Linked DNA regions of Mus musculus: region 1 is linked to region 2. A link is a contact called in public HiChIP or PLAC-seq data. All regions are on one chromosome and are shown on one strand. Each heading gives the region's core, a stretch centred on a gene start, on an enhancer-like site or on the middle of the called end of the contact. The rest is flanking DNA. Distances are from core to core; before and after follow the strand shown.

The links. HiChIP or PLAC-seq counts read pairs in DNA pulled down with a chosen protein or histone mark.
Region 1: a contact with region 2 is called in a RAD21 HiChIP or PLAC-seq map of pro-B cells, with 3 times the contacts expected there. The contact joins two enhancer-like sites. A contact is called at or near these places in 1 of 15 datasets of contacts at CTCF or cohesin (pro-B cells) and 2 of 484 Hi-C or Micro-C datasets (macrophages and nephron progenitors).

The regions. Positions count from the first base shown.
Region 1 is chr12:12,549,758-12,553,268 of GRCm38.p6, forward strand. No RefSeq gene overlaps it. Among named protein-coding and RNA genes, the nearest start is that of Gm34637, 120 kb to the right of the region's middle. Within about 2 kb of position 2,259, at least 12 of the 459 cell types and tissues checked have an H3K27ac peak or open chromatin away from gene starts, as enhancers often do. A contact at or near this core is called in pro-B cells, where this site is marked.
Region 2 is chr12:12,319,215-12,322,401 of GRCm38.p6, forward strand. All of the region lies in intron 2 of Cyria (CYFIP related Rac1 interactor A), which reads left to right. Among named protein-coding and RNA genes, the nearest start is that of Gm34407, 31 kb to the left of the region's middle. Within about 2 kb of position 1,722, at least 68 of the 459 cell types and tissues checked have an H3K27ac peak or open chromatin away from gene starts, as enhancers often do. A contact at or near this core is called in pro-B cells, where this site is marked.

The sequences.
Region 1 (3,511 bases), core at 1,009-3,508, 230 kb after region 2:
ACCACGTCACTGAGGCCTTTCCAGAGGCTCAGAGATGTGGCTCTGCCTGGGAATTCTTCAAATGACTCTCAAGTGGTCTCCTTAGAGATGCTGACAGGTCCAATCAGAGTCTCTTCTCCTAAGATGAAAGACATGGCAGAGGTGTCTGAGAAATGAAAAAGGTGTTCTGGATAATCACAGGGAATGTCCCTTGGACGCGAACAACATTCAGCCCAGGTTCCTGGTTCACTGAGGTATGTGTCCTCAGAGGAGGCAGAGGTCACCAAAAGAGTGTGTGCTTCTCTGCATAAAACCATTTGGACTTCAAGATGAAAGATGCTTAGCTGCAGCAAAGGTCCCGTTGTTCCATGAACCCCAAAGTATACTTGCTCTATAGCCTTACTGGGACTAATGTTAGGGAGCAAGGTGCTGGATCTTCTTGCGTATTAACTGTTATGTATAAGACAGTTTCCACAATTGACCTTGACTGAGCCCATCAAACCTCCAAAGTCAATATGATTATTATTATTTTAGTGCTGAGGATTGGAGACTCAAAGAGGAGGCACAGCTGATGGGTTCATGGGACAAAGTCTTTTCATAATTATGAAGAAATCAAAATAATTAGAAAACTAATCAGAAAAATGAGCTAGAAAAATTAAATTGCAATATAGGACCACACAGAATGCCACTAGCTTATATAACTCCTTATTTTTATACTTTTAATGCAGCTTTAGCCTCAGTGATTCTGTGGGTGAAGATGATTTCACTAAAGCTGGGGATGGTAGGAAATGTCAACAATTCTAGTTGTTGGGTAGATTAGAGCAGAGAGAGGCTCAAGTTTAAAGCCAGCCTTGGCTAAATAGCAAGTTCGAGGCCCTCCTGAGCTATAATGCAAGATTCTGTTTCAGATTTTTTTTTATTTAAGTCTTGGTATATGGAAAATTATTTTCCTATGGTACATGCAAGTTTTAGAACATACATGCTCTGTCTATCATGCAGCAATTGAAATGACAGCCACAGCTTTATGGCTTCTTAGCAAGATGGAACGTGATTCACAGATTGTGTAGTACACAAGTAAACAGAGAGTGTTCAAAGACAGGGCAGAGTAGTGAGGGCTTCCCCATGGTCTGGGTTGTTGTATAGCTATTCCCTCCTTTCTAGAGGGGGAGGGGGGATGGTGGTAAGAGTCAGGAAGTAAAAAGAAACACGCCAGATAATAATTGTTAGGGAAAGGAGAGGCACTCGCCTGCAGGCTTTCTGGGGAGGTCCAGAGACACAGCTTTTGTGGGCCATCTACTCTGATGGACTTTTCAGTGGTGCACCTGACTGTAAGTCACTTTCATGAGGTAACCCCTCACCGTGCTCCCATAAACCATCCAATAGACTTACTAGTTCACTAAACTAAACTAGTCTTGGAACGAATTTTTTCTTTGGTCTGCCACTGGGGTGGATAGATGTCTGTTCTGATCTTCCCAGGAAAAGTCATGTCACGATGGTCCTTGTGAGTCTGACTGCCATTCTTCAAGTGGTAGTACTGTTTGGTCTGAGGGTGCCTAAGGTTTGATCCAGAAAGAAACTGGATCTGCAGAAGAGTGCAAAGTGATACGTGCTCTGTTGCTCTTACTACGTTTCTGACATTTATCTGCTAACCAGTGGGATGAGTATTCCTTATGAGAGCCCCAAAGTTGTGAAAGTGTTTAGTGATTCAACCACTCAGAAACAACATGTAGAGTACCTAAATGGTGACTATCCTGATACAATAGTTCTTTCCAGTCTGTTTACACAGCAGTGTGCACTATTTTTACTTAGTTGGAGCTACAGTACACACACCATCTGAAAGCTTTGTTCTCTCCATCAGTATGAGGATTCTAAAATGTCACTAAAATGATTTAAAATCTTGAAAGAGCCACGTGGAATTCCACACTCTGAGAATATTATAATTTACATAGCCTTTCCCTAGGCTTGAGAGTTAGGTGATTTCAAATATTTTGTTATTAAAATGAATGCTAGCTTTCAATCAAGATAGGTTTGAGAGCTCCCAAGTAAACCATTTCACCCTGTCCTTGCACTCCCAATGCAGGTCACAGTACATGGTTGGTGAAAACCATGTCAAAAAACAGCCACACTTTAAAAATAATACTCCCAACTTTATGCATCATTAATCACAGAAATACATAATCTCATTGGCCACCGGAATCTGAAGTACACAGAAGCAGCCAAAAATCAAACAGTGCAGGGTTACCATGGACAACTGAACAAACATGTCTGCCACGTGTGGCTGGGCATGAGGTACGTTGTGCACCCGGGGCTGCCATTTCAAGGCCCTTAACCACATTACTACTTGAACCCCAAGAGGAAAGCTTCCTTATGTGGAAACCAGAATCTACAACTTGTGAGTAAGTCAGTTCCTGCTCAGGAGCCTCTGGGCCCTGTGTCTCAGATGCGTGCTGTCTTCAAAAATAGGTCCTTCCCTTCCACCTCCAGGTTGCAGAGGACAGGGCTGGAAGATATGCAACACAGGTCCATAGTAATAGCCTGTTATGTTTTGTAAATCTCTTAGACAACGCTGACCAAAAACTTGAAAGAAGGCTTCTCATGCCTAGTGTTGGAGTTTTGTTAGATCTTTGGCTCTTAGAGGGAGCATGCCAGCCCATGTGGGCAATTTTCATTTAAAACCACACACACACACACTCACATGTGTGTGTGTGTGTGTGTGTGTGTGTGTGTGTGTGTATGTATGTACGTATGTATGTATGTATGTATGTATATATAGGCAAACAACAACAACAAAAGCAAAAGGACAACAACAACAACAAAAACCTCTTCTTTAACCTAAGAGAAAACTACCACAACATTGTACCAAATGATCATATTTCATTATTCTTTCCAGTAAAATCAGAAACAAAGCAAAGATGCTGGCTACTATTCTCTGTCATTGATTAGAGGGAAGAAGACAAACAGAGCAGAGAAGATAAACGCCCTTCAATATGTGAATACTATAATACTACAGTATACATAGAAAAGCACCCAAAAGTAACGAAGTTAATAAGAGAATTTCCAAACTTCATTGAATACAAAATAAATCATAAATATTCAAAATAAATAGCCATGAAATATGAGGATGGGGAAGAAAAGCTTCCCATTTTGTTATGGCTACAACCATTCATTAGAGGACATAGAAAAAAAAAAGGAAACAAAATTTAAAAGATCTGTATAAATTTAAGAATAAAAGTGAAAATATCTTTGCCATGGATTAAAGGCAAAAATCTCAATTATCTCTAATTTACTCTGTAAATTCAGTTTAACAATAGTCAAAATTTGAAAGGTTTTTGTGTCTGGAAGTTGGTAAACTCATATGCTCAGGAAATATCCAACAATGGCTAAGACATGCAGTTTTCAAACTGCACAGTGAGACATTTAGCATAATTCAATGAATTCAAAGGGGTGCCTTGAAACATTTGAAATTTCAAGGGAGGAGTCGGGGAGATGGCTCAGCAGAGAAAGGACAAGCAGGGGAAGCAGACTTCAGACC
Region 2 (3,187 bases), core at 472-2,971:
TGGGTAATCTCACTCAGGATGATTCTCTCAAGTTCTCTCCTTGTGTCAGTGAAATCCGTGATGTTTTTGTCGTCATCTGTGAAACATTCACTTGTTCTACTCTGTGTGTAGGGCTGATGTGCATTGGCTCAAACTTCTGACTTATCACGTACTAGAGAGTAGTAAGGAACAGGAGGCAGAGCTCACACAGCTCACCAGACACGTGCAAGTGTGTGTGTGTGTGTGTGTGTGTGTGTGTGTGTGTGTGTGTGTGTAGAGAGAGAGAAGGAGGAGGAGGGAGAGGAGAAGGAGGAGGCTAGTCTATCATGGAAACAAAAGGCAAGGGTGAGGAGGGGTATTGAGTGTGAATGGAAGTAAGATGTGGGTGGAGTTAGATATGAGCTAAAACATGAGTAGGTCACAATTTCAATTACACATAATATACAGACATTATGGCAAAGATTACAACTTCTTCCAAGTAGATGCTGCCATTCCCTGGGCTATGTCAGTAGCTCCAGAGGCCTCTGGGCCACTACTAAGAGTGCTGTGACTATCACCGCATTGATACTTATAAAACACTCTTGACTTAGTGCCTTTCTGTTACAACTTACTATTATTATAAAACAGGGAGACATCATTTGAGTTCCTGGGGCTGGAAATGTGGCATGTCCTCAATTACTTCGAGCATCCCAGAGGGACAGTGTTTGAGTTAAAGAAGCATTGTCTTAGCCTTTAGATTAAACTGGGCAGTCCTGGTAGTGGGGCCTGCTTTGTGGAAATGCATAAAAATGATTTGTAGTTAGCATATTGAACCTTTCATGATGTGTGATAACTTGGATGTACAGAAGGGATAGAGAGCGACTTCTCTGTGGGCCTGTCCATTCTGTGTCGTTTCTGTATGTCTCGGTCCTAGAAATAAGCTCCCTGCACCTCGTTCATTCTTTGTACCATGTCTACGTACATCATGGTACATGAAGGATGTGACTCTATCACCACTGTCCTTTTTGAGGGACTGAAGATGCACAGGCTGCAGGGAATAGACCTGTTGAGCCTCTGCACGGCTGCACTGCTCCTCCACTCTCTTCTTACACCTGAGTGGTGACCCCTCTCTGACTAGCATATCTGGTGGTTTGGCCTTAGGCTGTTTCAATTATGTTGGGAATTTGGGCAAGCTCATTGGGTAAAATCTAGACCGTTGGAACAGAGAAGTGTTTCTGTGGCCCCAGACACTGGGTTATAGGTGATCAAGGGATATAGAGACTCAGTGCAAGAAAATTAACCTTCTTAAACATCAACTTGGCCAATAGATAACTGAAGTGAGATTTTTTTGACCCAGTTTAACACTCTGACTTAGCATCAGTGTGGTCACTGATATCTTTCCGGCACCAAAGGCCTCATCCATATTTCTGCCCTGCTTGTTAGGTTGCAGGTTTTCTAAACAACCAATCCCTAGCCAGCTCTCTCGACCTCTCTCCTTTGCTACACAAGAACAGATCTTATGGTGATGTATTGCCCTCATGTACACAACACGCCCTTCCTTTTCTTCGCCTGGGACAACTTCTCTCTCCAATTGAGCCTGCTGTTACTTTTCTGAAGCCTACATCCTAGTCTGGCATGCAGGAAGTTTGGTCAATGCCACTTACATAACTTTTAAAAAGAGATCATACTCAGTATCATACAGTTGAATGCACAAGTTGTTTTATGGCTTCCTGGGTGTGGCTTCTGCAATGTCACTCTCCTTCCCTTGCCAGAAGCCACAAGCCATGTGTTAAGCTGTTTTCTGTTCCTCCAAACATTGAGTAATGGTTCTAGAGTATCAGATGAGTGGGTTAACACAGTGGCTTAAAGTGTGAGTTTTCTGGGATACCCTGTGCTCAAATCCTGGTGCTGCCAGTTGCTGGCTATAACTATACAAGCTACTCAACTTACATCCATCTTCTTACTTGTAAGTCATGGTTAGCCCTGTGGGTGCAATCTGACAATATCCATGAATTATTCAGCACAGTGTCGATCAGAGAATGCGCACAGTGTATGGGACTGGGATTGTTAACCAGATCCCTATGTAAGAATATGTATTCAGTTTCATGTTTTCTTGGCTATAACTCAATACACATGAGCCATGTGTTCTGACTGCCAAAACTTCCCAGTACCATCCTGGTCTTGTCAGTGGAAATGTAGGGCACAGATGGAGTAAAGATGGAGGCCTGATGTTTGGACCACACTTGAGTGTCTCCAGATATGGTACCAGAAACGTGCTTTTATATGACACACAGAGAGGGGGGGAGCAGGCAAAGACAGAGGTGTGTGTGTGTGTGTGTGTGTGTGTGTGTGTGTGTACATACATACAGAGAGAGACAGATATACATATGAATACAGACAGACAGATAGATACTCTATTGTGGGTATATATATGTTAGAAGAGATAGATATAAAAATAAAGAGTCCTGGGGGTGGTGTGTGGCAAAGTACTGTAGTGAACATGATAGTTAGACTGGGTGCTGCAGAAAAACAAACTGAACAGAGACCTGGAGAAAAGCATTTGAAACAAAAGGACTAACGAGGATGAGAAGGAGCTAGTGGTGGGGGATAACCTTGAACGAACACAGTGACAAGGCCAAGGTAGCGAGAGCAGAGCAGTGAAACCTTGGCTGGCGAGCAAACGCCATAGGCTCTCGCTGACTCTGGCAGGCACAGTACTTTTAGTGACGTGGAGGTCCCTGGAGAGATTTAAGCTGAGGGGTGACTGAGGCTAATTTTAAGCACAAGGCTATAGTAGCTAGATGGACAGGAAGCTGAGTGTTTGGGCTTGGAGACCTGTGCAGGAAGAAACACAGGATGCTCTGGCGAGGAATGGTGGATTCCAGCTTGGTCTGTGCACTGGCTGATTTTGTGTATCTACTTGTCACAAGCTGGAGTCATCAGAGAGGAAGGCACCTCAGTTGAAGGAGTGCCTCCATAAGATCCAGATGTAGGGAATTTTCTCAATTAGTGAACCAGAAGGGAGGGTCCAGTCCATCATGGGCAGTGTCATCCCTGGGCTGGTGGTCTGGGGTCAGTAAGAAAGCCGGCTGAGAAAGCCATGTGGAGCAAGCGAATCAGCAGCTCCCTTCCATGGCCTCAGCATCAGCCCTTGCTTCAAGGTTCCTGCCCTGCCTGAGTTCCTGTCCTGGTTTCCTTCCATTGATGATGAAGCGTGAGGCAAAGTGTA